Linked DNA regions of Ovis canadensis: region 1 is linked to region 2. A link is a contact called in public Hi-C data. All regions are on one chromosome and are shown on one strand. Each heading gives the region's core, a stretch centred on a gene start, on an enhancer-like site or on the middle of the called end of the contact. The rest is flanking DNA. Distances are from core to core; before and after follow the strand shown.

What was found. A called contact is a pair of places that touch in the nucleus more often than the background predicts.
Region 1: a Hi-C map of lung shows a contact between it and region 2, with 8 times the contacts expected there. The contact joins the promoter of MMADHC here to the promoter of RND3 in region 2. A contact is called at or near these places in 2 of 2 Hi-C or Micro-C datasets (fibroblasts and lung).

The regions. Positions count from the first base shown.
Region 1 is chr2:165,236,732-165,241,602 of ARS-UI_OviCan_v2, forward strand. It overlaps MMADHC (metabolism of cobalamin associated D), which reads left to right and starts at 3,256. Exons shown (of 8, transcript XM_069577605.1): 1 at 3,256-3,482; 2 at 3,994-4,053. The coding sequence starts at 4,045. LOC138433961 (a long non-coding RNA gene) reads right to left here and starts at 3,827. Exons shown (of 3, transcript XR_011254538.1): 1 at 3,241-3,827.
Region 2 is chr2:164,410,107-164,414,844 of ARS-UI_OviCan_v2, forward strand. RND3 (Rho family GTPase 3) reads left to right here and starts at 3,198. Exons shown (of 5, transcript XM_069574421.1): 1 at 3,198-3,669; 2 at 4,179-4,266. The coding sequence starts at 3,520.

The DNA.
Region 1 (4,871 bases), core at 2,006-4,505, 830 kb after region 2:
TGGAGAAGACTCTTGAGGGTCCCTTGGACTGCAAGGAGATCCAACCAGTCCATTCTGAAGGAGATCAGCCCTGGGATTTCTTTGGAAGGAATGATGCTAAAGCTGAAACTCCAGTACTTTGGCCACCTCACACGAAGAGTTGACTCATTGGAAAAGACTGATGCTGGGAGGGATTGGGGGCAAGAGGAGAAGGGGACGACAGAGGATGAGATGGCTGGATGGCATCACTGACTCAATGGATGTGAGTCTGAGTGAACTCCAGGAGTTGGTGATGGACAGGGAGGCTTGGCGTGCTGCAATTCATGGGGTTGCAAAGAGTCGGACACGACTGAGCGACTGAATTGAACTGAATATACCTGAGCAATTATCTTCATGCCTAGAACACTCTCTCTTGATTTCCTTTTACCCTCTAACTGAAAATTTTCAGTCTCTATTACTAGTTTTTTTTCCACTGCCCCTTTCATGTATATAACCTAATCTTCTGACTTTTGCCCTTTTTCTTTTACACGCTACACTAGTGGTTCTTGATCCTTTCACTCATGAACTTTAAGAATCTGAAGAAGCTATGGGCTGACTTCCTAGGGGGTGGAAATGGATCTGCTTACAAATATACAAAAATTTGCATACATTTCCAGGAGTTTCACAGACCTTTTTCTCTTAAAGCCCACTGTTGAACTCCAGGTTAAGGAGTTCCTATGGCTTTAACTGCTACCCATACGTCAATGACTCTCTAATCTCTGTCTCCCACATAAACCACTTTCCTGAGCAACAGGCCTACTGTCCAATAACTTACTAACAACTACATATGAATGCCCCTCTGGCATCTCAGAATTCAAGATATCCCAAGCCAAATTCATTATCATTCCCCTAAAACCTATTTTCTTCCTAGGAGACAACACCTATGGGAAAGAAAACACTATTTTTAAACCTAACAGACTGAGATTTAAATCCAGCCCTGGCAGCTTGAGAAATATACGTAAGCCATTTGTGCTTTAATTTCTTCATATTTAACATGAGGATAATAGTATGTCCCTTTTCTGGATTGTTATGAGAATTAAAGAATGGAAAAATCCCTATACGAGTGCCACCACACAGCATACATTCCACAAATTCATATTCCTGGATTCCCAATCTCAGCAAAAGCAACTCGAGTCACCAAGAATCCTAAGTCAAAAATGTAGGAACCATCTTCAATGTGTCCTTTACCTTGTCTGCAACCAATGGACAGCTACACAGTCCTGATTCCTCAACTTTGCCCCCGCCCTTAATTCAGGGTGTCATGTTCTTTCTCATGGGCACAGCAATAGTCTCTTAACCACTTGCTCCAGGTCCAATTCCACATTCTTCCAACCTATCCTGTATACTGAAGCCCAAGGATCTTCCCAAGACACATATCTGATAATGCCATGATGGCTTAAATTTGCCCAGTAATCCGTCGCTTCCAGGATTACATCTACCTTAATAGTTCCCTGAAGACTGACTATGATCTGGCCCCTGTCTACCTCCAACTCAATCATTTGATTATTTGTGGATATCCTCAACTGCCCATAGTGTTTTGGATTCTGTATCTCTGTCCACACTGCTTCCTTTGACTGAAGGTCCTCACCCCTGTAATGTCTTTTCTTGGCATTCATACAAACAACTACTTATCTTTCAAAATGCTGATCAAGCATCACCTACTCTATGAAGTTACTCCTGACAGCCTCCTGCCATACTGCTGTTCACTCCCACCTCCATCTGACAGGTGATTTTCTATCCTGGCAAAAATGAATAGCATATGGTTCCCAGTCTCAAAAAGCTTATAATCATCATTCAACCAAAAATCATGTTATATAACCTGGACTAGTAAGCTGACTTGAAGGTGAAATGATCAGGAATGAAAAAAGAATGAGTTGTAAGTAACTCAAATACTCAGCTCACTGGGGTGTGTGTGCTCAGCTCACTGGTGTGTGTGTGTGTCTGTGTGTGCATGCGCATGCTACATGTGTTCAGTTCAGTTTAGTTCAGTTCAGTCGCTCAGTCGTGTCTGACTCTTTGTGACTCCATGAATCACAGCACGCCAGGCCTCCCTGTCCATCACCAACTCCCATAGTTCACTCAAACTCATGTGCATTGAGTCGGTGATGCCATCCAGCCATCTCATCCTCTGTCGTCACCTTCTTCTCCTGCCCCCAACCCCTCCCAGCATCAGGGTCTTTTCCAGTGAGTCAACTCTTCGCATGAGGTGGCCAAAGTACTGGAGTTTCAGCCTCAGCATCAGTCCTTCCAATGATGTGTTAGCTACATATTAACTGATTTAATATTCATGAACTATGAGTTGCACACTATTATTACATTATTCCCATTTTAGAAGAGAGGATACTAAAAGCATAAAGAGACTAACTTGCCCAACATGACCCATCAAAAAATACCAGTATGAATAAAGTATGGACTTCAGTTAACTTTGTAAAATACAAATGACAAATTAAAATGATATACTCTTCAGTTCTAATGGAGGTGGTTGAACCTATTATACAGAGCCTATTATACAGTGTGAAGTCAGAAAGAGAAAAACAAATATCATATACTAATGCAGATATATGGAATCTAGAAAGACGGTACTGATGAAATTATTTGCAGGACAGCAGTGGACACACAGACACAGAGAACAGACTTATGGACAGGACTCAGGGGAGGTGGGGAGGAAGGAGAGGGAGGGATGGATAGACACAGTAACATGGAAACATACATTACCATATGTAAAATAGACAGCCAATGGGAATTTTCTATATGACTCAGGGATCTCAAACCTTGGCTTTGTAACAACCTAGAGAAGTGGGATGAGAAGGCAAGTGGGAGGGAGGTTCAAGAAGGAGGGGACATCGGTTATACCTATGGCTGATTCATGTTGATGTTTGGCAGAAATCAACACAGTACTGTAAAACAATTATCCTTCAATTAAAAATAAAAATTTTAAAGTGTATACTCCTTATAAATACGTCGTGGGATATATATTTATTGCGCCTATTAAAAGTCTGGCACATAAAGGGAAAAAGTGCTCTATTCTCAAAAAGTTATTTTCGAAATTTAAAAAAAAATTGATACAAAGAACAGAAAACTGTACCTCCTTTGAGCAATAAAGTCTTGGGGCAAGAGGAGGCTTTCAAATACATCGGTGAGTTAATGATCGAAATTAAATGAGTGCCGAACGCAGCTCTGGAGCCTTGACCTCCAGCCCACAAGTCCTTAGCCACACCTCACCTTTCCTCCTCGTACGTGGGGGCGGTGGACTAGCCAATGAAAGGGCGGTGCTACGTGGGCCTCCCGTGCGCGTGCGCAGCATCGGCTCGAGGATCATTCCCATCCATGCGCTCGAAAGCAACTTCTTCAGTCTGGTCACTGCCAGCGTCAGCGCTACTCCCTCTGCCGTCGCGCCGCCATTTTGAAGACGGGAAGAGTTACGGCCCTGGGACCGCTGGAGGCGGCTGTGGCGGCGGCGACTGGTACGGACGGTTTCCGCCCGCGTTAGCCCCTCCAGATCTGCCCATCTTTGGGCCACAGCTCTGGGTGTTGCCCCTATACTCACAGGGCCCCTGTCGCTGTCCCCGGTCCTGTCACTCTGTCGTTAGGATCTTTTTCGCTTCCTCAACCTTCATCTTTGCTGGAACCTTTGCTCACAGCTTGTTTAGAACCTTGATCGGTGTTAAAATACCTACTTGGAGCCTCAGGACTCCATCCTGGTGGACGGCCCCTCTTTCCTCCCCCGGATCTAGTCGGAGTTGTCTTCCGCAGACACACCGGGCGGGCTGAGAACTGCAAGGCCTCCTGTGGGCAGCGACTTGTGCCCTGTGGGGGCAGGAGGCGAATCCCGGTCTCCTGGGGTCCGGGGACAGCTTGGACTTTGGTCCTGTCGCGGAAGAAGGGACACCCAGTAGACGATGGTGGACATTACCCGAGTGATCTGTTGTTAGAGCTTAATCCGTCACCGGCCTGTTTTGTTTTGTGCTTTCCCAGGAATAACTTCACAAAAGGGAAGATAATTTTCGTCTGCCCTTTCCACCAGAAATGGCCAATGTGAGTAAATTAGTCTCTTAAGAAGCAGTACAGTAATAAATTATTTTGGGAACTCGTTAAGAAATGGAGGGGCGGGTTTAATTATAATGGCATTGATGGCATAATGTTTCTTGTACTTAGAGAATCAAAAATGTCAAGGGAAACAAGGGGTGTGAAATTAGGTCAATATGCCTTGACGGTAGCCTGAAAACAAACATGTTTCTCAATACTTTTATTTATTTATGCAAATTCCTTTTGAGAAATAAATTCAGTGCCAGCATCCTTTGGGTAATTTTAAAAGAAATTATTTTCGTAAATACTTAGAATCTATTTTTAAGCCGGTTTCTGTTTGGGTAGGTTTTGTAGCAGTTTTAGTATAGGAAGTAACCTTACAAATACTACAAAATGAGAGCAGGAGAGATTATTCTCATAGGCCAGAGGTATTTATTCACGGTAACTGTCCAGTGATTTCTTAAACGCATCGTGCCATAGGGATCATAAAACATACATGAAAACTATTACAGTAAGAGTAGAAACTAATTTTAAAAGTTACACAGAGGTACAATACAGATTCAGAGCTTTGTGGAGAGGGGAAAGTGGGGGTTTGGGTTCATTTAATCAGAGAAACATTTGAATTTTAAAAGATGGGTGAGATTATCTAAATCTCACCCAGAACGGGTATATTCAAAGATACCCCCAGCCCCCCACCCCACCCTCCTTCAGAAATCAAGAAGTCATTTCTGTCTTCTTGAATGTAAGATATGTGAAAAAGATGAGTGGGAAATAAGGTTGGATTGTGGATTTAGGATCAAGTAACAAGGGTCTTCGGAGAAGGCAGT
Region 2 (4,738 bases), core at 1,948-4,447:
CTATGCTTCGTCACACCATCCTGTTTGGTCTTCACAGAGCTTAGTGCAGTCATTCTTATTTGCGCACTTGCTTACTTCTTTATTGTTTATCTTTTGTCTGGCATATGTATGTGTAAGAGCAGCAGGCAGGCTGGCTTGTTTACTTTTCTGTCTACAGTCCCTAGAACAGTATCTGGCATATTGTTACTGTTGTTTACGTGCTAAGTCCTGTTCGACCCTTTTTGCTACCCCATGGACTGCAGCGCGCCAGGATCCTCTGTCTATGGGATTTCCCAGGCAAGAATAGTGAAATGGGTTGGGTTGCTATTTCCTTCTCCAGAGGATCTTCCTGACCCAGGGATTGAACCCATGTCTCCTGCATTGGCAGGTAGATTCCACTGAGCTACCAGGGAAGCTCATCTGGCATACAGCAGGTGCTTAATAAATATCTGTTGAACTAAATGCTAAGTGAATTTTTAAAAAATATTGAGTATCTACTACACACTGAATAATAGAGACTCAAAGTTAAGGCAAGGAAAGAAATCTTACCCTAAAGAAATTTGAAGCCTGGTGACTTCAGGCAATTGGGTTTCTACTCAATTACACAGCCGCTAAATTGCACTCAGCAACTCACAGATTCCTAGAAATTCAGGTCACCTGATTTCCAAAATTGGTCTATGATTTCAGATTATTCATTAAATTGATTAGGTCTCTCATTTTGCCTGGGCCAGATCCTATTTACAGCTGTTGTTCTGACCATCAGTGGTACCTCCTTTTGCTCTCAAAATTGTCCCAGCATATATGATGAATTACATGGTCATCTTACTGTCAGCCAAGTACTAATAATTCATAACTTATTGTTAGTTAGAGAAGTTTAACTACATAAACTTCATCAGTTCAGAAATGTGAAAGGTCAAATCATATCTCCAGAAAGAAGCAACTTCCTAAGTTAAAACTCTGAGAAAAAAAGGTGAGGTGTGAATCTATTCTCTTATCATCAATTAGTCAGTCCATTAACAAGGCCAGAATTTCCCAATATATGTTCAACAATTCTGAGAAGTGCAACTAAGAGTTACATGTGACAAATAAAGTAAGGGCAAAGATTCTTTATTGTACCAGTAACTACCCTGCAAACTTCACTTGCATTTCCTCATCATTACTATTGGGATTTTACAGATGATGAAATTAAGGCTTTGAGAGATTAAGTAACTCATCCAAGGTCACACAGATACACTTCTTTATGTTTTCCTGCTCCCAATCACTATGTTCATTATTTCCCAAGCAAGTAAATATTTTGATAATTTGGGGGGATGCTGGGTTAAACTCTGTTAGGCAGGCTACTTTTCTACAGAGCCTCTTACTGTTGTAATATATCAAAGGGCATGGTATGTCTTCAAGGAGTGATACAGGCATAGTGTCTCCATCACTCACTGGGACATAAGACCCTTTTTGTGAGGACCCTTTCTGCAGAGCAGACTTTGGCTAGTACTGCTTTAGGAACCTGAGCAGGGCCAGCAATCCCTTTTTCCGTAGGTCAGTTCTCTGTGTATATGAACACAGCCTTACACTCAGACTGAGTCTGAGTCAGTCTTCCTTTGGGGAGCTCCAGTTTTCTTTGCTCTGAAATGAAGAAGAGACAATCCTTAGATCCCTGAGGCTTCATGGTCCTAGGGTTGATACTTACATCTGTGCTTTTAACCATCTTTCATTGTGCCTTTTCACTCCCCATACTGAACTTTCTGGTTTTTCACCTTATCCTCTCATTTACAAATCTAGAAATGTCCATCGGGAAACCTATACTTTTTTTTTGGCTAATGTCCTTAGTACAATTTAATAGCTAAAACCTCTGCAAATTTTGTCGGTTGTAACAACATGGATGGACTTGGAGGACACTGTACTAAGTGAAGTAAGTCGGAGAGAAAGACAAATGTTGTATGATATCACTTATATAAGAAACCTAAAAAATAAACTGGTGAATGTAACAAAAGAAACAGACTCAAAGATATAGAGAACAAACTAGTGGTTACCAGGGGGAAGAGGGAATTGGGAGGAGCAAGATAGGGTTAGAGCATTAAGAGATACCAGCAACTATGTATAAACTGAATAAGCTACAAGAATACATTGTACAGCACAGGGAAGATAGTCAATATTTTATAATAACTATAAATGGTGCATAATCTTCAAAAATTGTGAATCTTTATGTTGTACACCTGAAATTTATATGATATTCTAAATCAGCTATACCTCAATTAAAAAATTGTAAAAATAGGTGAAACCTTCTGATCACTTGGAGCACAGGAAATGATGACTAAAGAAGGACTTTTAGAGGGAAGAGAGAACAAATATATGGCTATTTTTAGTCCTCTTAGACTTTCAGGTGGGGGTGGGGGTGGGGGTGGATGTTGAGGCAGTGGAAAGGGAGTGGTGGGTTGTACCTGCATTTTTCAGCTAAGCATATACGCATTTTCCGGGCCAGTCAAGGGTGCTTTGGTTTTAGGGAAGGGGAGACTGCTTATAAAGGAATTAAAGGGCAGGGTCAGAATCCCTCCTATCCCCTCTTCTCACTGAAACAGGGGCAACCGCTAACCTTGCATGCTTAGGTCCCTAGTGTAGTAGGATTGAGTTTTCCAATGGCTTTTGTTACTCAGCTATGATCATCTTCCACTTTTTTTTTTCTTCTACTCACAAACCTCCCCTCCCCTCTCTTCCAAACCTTTCCCTCTCCTCCTGAGTCACTGAAACAGAGGTTTCCAAAGCCAGTCTGTTGCTGTGACCCCAGCAAGCCAGTTCCGGCATCTCAAACAACCTGGCTTAGCTATTGTTCCGTGGCCTAAATACCTGATGCAAAACATTTCCTAAGAAAATACAAGCATTTAACCCTTCCCCACCCAAGATTTGCTTTCCGTGTTTCATAACGATGTTTTGGGTAAGAAATGCTTTTGTTTTCATAAATGCTCACGAAGCTTCCGTAGAGCAGCCCCCATGAAAACGTTTATCCAGAAATTCTAATAAAAATCAATATGCACAGACAATTCCATTCCCCACTTCTTCCTGGACTTGTACAGTCCCAATCTTCAGCACAGCGTCACTGGGGTCCTCTAGTCGTCGCCGAGCTTTGGGCTGGAAATCGTTCCCGCATGATCACCCTAGAGGGCGCACTGTCTACATTTTCTGCAAGTAACTAGACGGCGCTGTCTCCCAGGCTCCATAAAAGGGGAGGAGGCGGATCAGTTTCCTTCTCTCATTGAGAAAGAGGATTGGAAGGCCGGGCGTATAAAGCCGCGCAGAGAGCGTGAAACAAAGCAGTCGGATCGGAATTGGACTTGGGAAGCGCCGTTTGGAGTCAGGCATAAAACTTGTTGGAGGAGAGTAACGAGCCTGCTCCTCTAGCTCTCCTCGTCCGCGCGGCGCCTCAGGGGTTCCCACCACCCTTGCGGTTTATTTTTATATCTGCTTTTTAATAGAGAAAGAAATATATATATATATTTTTTTTCCTCTTAAGTGAAAATTCCTGTTTCAAGAGAAAATAAGACAAGATCAATGAAGGAGAGAAGAGCCAGCCAGAAATTATCCAGTAAATCTATCATGGATCCTAATCAGAACGTGAAATGCAAGATAGTAGTGGTGGGAGACAGTCAGTGTGGGAAAACCGCGCTACTCCACGTCTTCGCCAAAGACTGCTTCCCCGAAGTGAGTGTGGCCGGCTGGGGCTGCGGGCGGGCGGCAGGGAAGGGATCCCCGTCTCGAGGTGGGTTTCCCTGGCTTTCACCCTTCACCCGGTTCTCTCTCTCTTTCTTTCTTTCTTTTTTTTTTCAGCCGTCTTTCTCATTGCTTATTACTTTCGCCCCGGTTAGTTGCCAGGAAAGGAAAAGTGGGGTGGAAGCGTGGAGGGGTTGGGATGCGCTTGCACATTCTCCTGTTAGCTTCTGAAACTTGTTCGGTCATGTGTGCAGAATCTGGGATTGGGAGATTCAGATCCTCCACTTTTGGAGAATCCGGGTGGGGTGAGAGGGAACTTAGGGCTTTCGGAAAGGATCTGCGTGTTTAGTGTGAGATGTGGTGCGTGTGGATTTGAGGGGGGGGGGGGTCTTCGTTTTTTAATGGGAGAGTAAAGAGACTATTTTCAGAGGGTGTTCTGCAGCTGTCGTGCATTTTAAGATAACCTCTTTGCCCTCTTTACTTCTGTCCATTTTATCCAGAATTACGTCCCTACAGTGTTTGAGAATTACACGGCCAGTTTTGAAATCGACACACAAAGAATAGAGTTGAGCCTGTGGGACACTTCGGGTAAGAGAGTCATCTGACCGCGTGGCGCTCGGGCGGGTTTCCAGGCGTTCAGGGGGTGCGCAAAGGGTCTCGGGGCCCCGCGTTTCTGGCACGCTCTCGGCGCCCGCCAGCGCCCGTTCTGCGTTCCTCCGTTAACTTTGCTTCTTACGAGGGATTCCCTGATATATGAAAATTTTGCCCCTTCTGAATGGGGGTGGGGGGACGATATTGGGTCGGGCAATAGCTGTGGGAAGAAAAGGAAGCTCCGTGCCCGAAGGGTCACCCCGGGATGTAAAATGCTTGTAGCCGGGTGTCCGGGGAGCGGTTGGCCCGCGGAGCTGTGCCCGAGTCCTCTCGGGGCGGCCAGGGTAGCTAAATGTTAGGGGGATGTGTGCGCCTTGTCGGTATCAACTGGCTCTAGGATGCGAGCGCCCCTCCAGGATCTAACCTGCTGCTTGGCTGGTAGACTGGGAGCACTCAGAGGGTGGTGGCC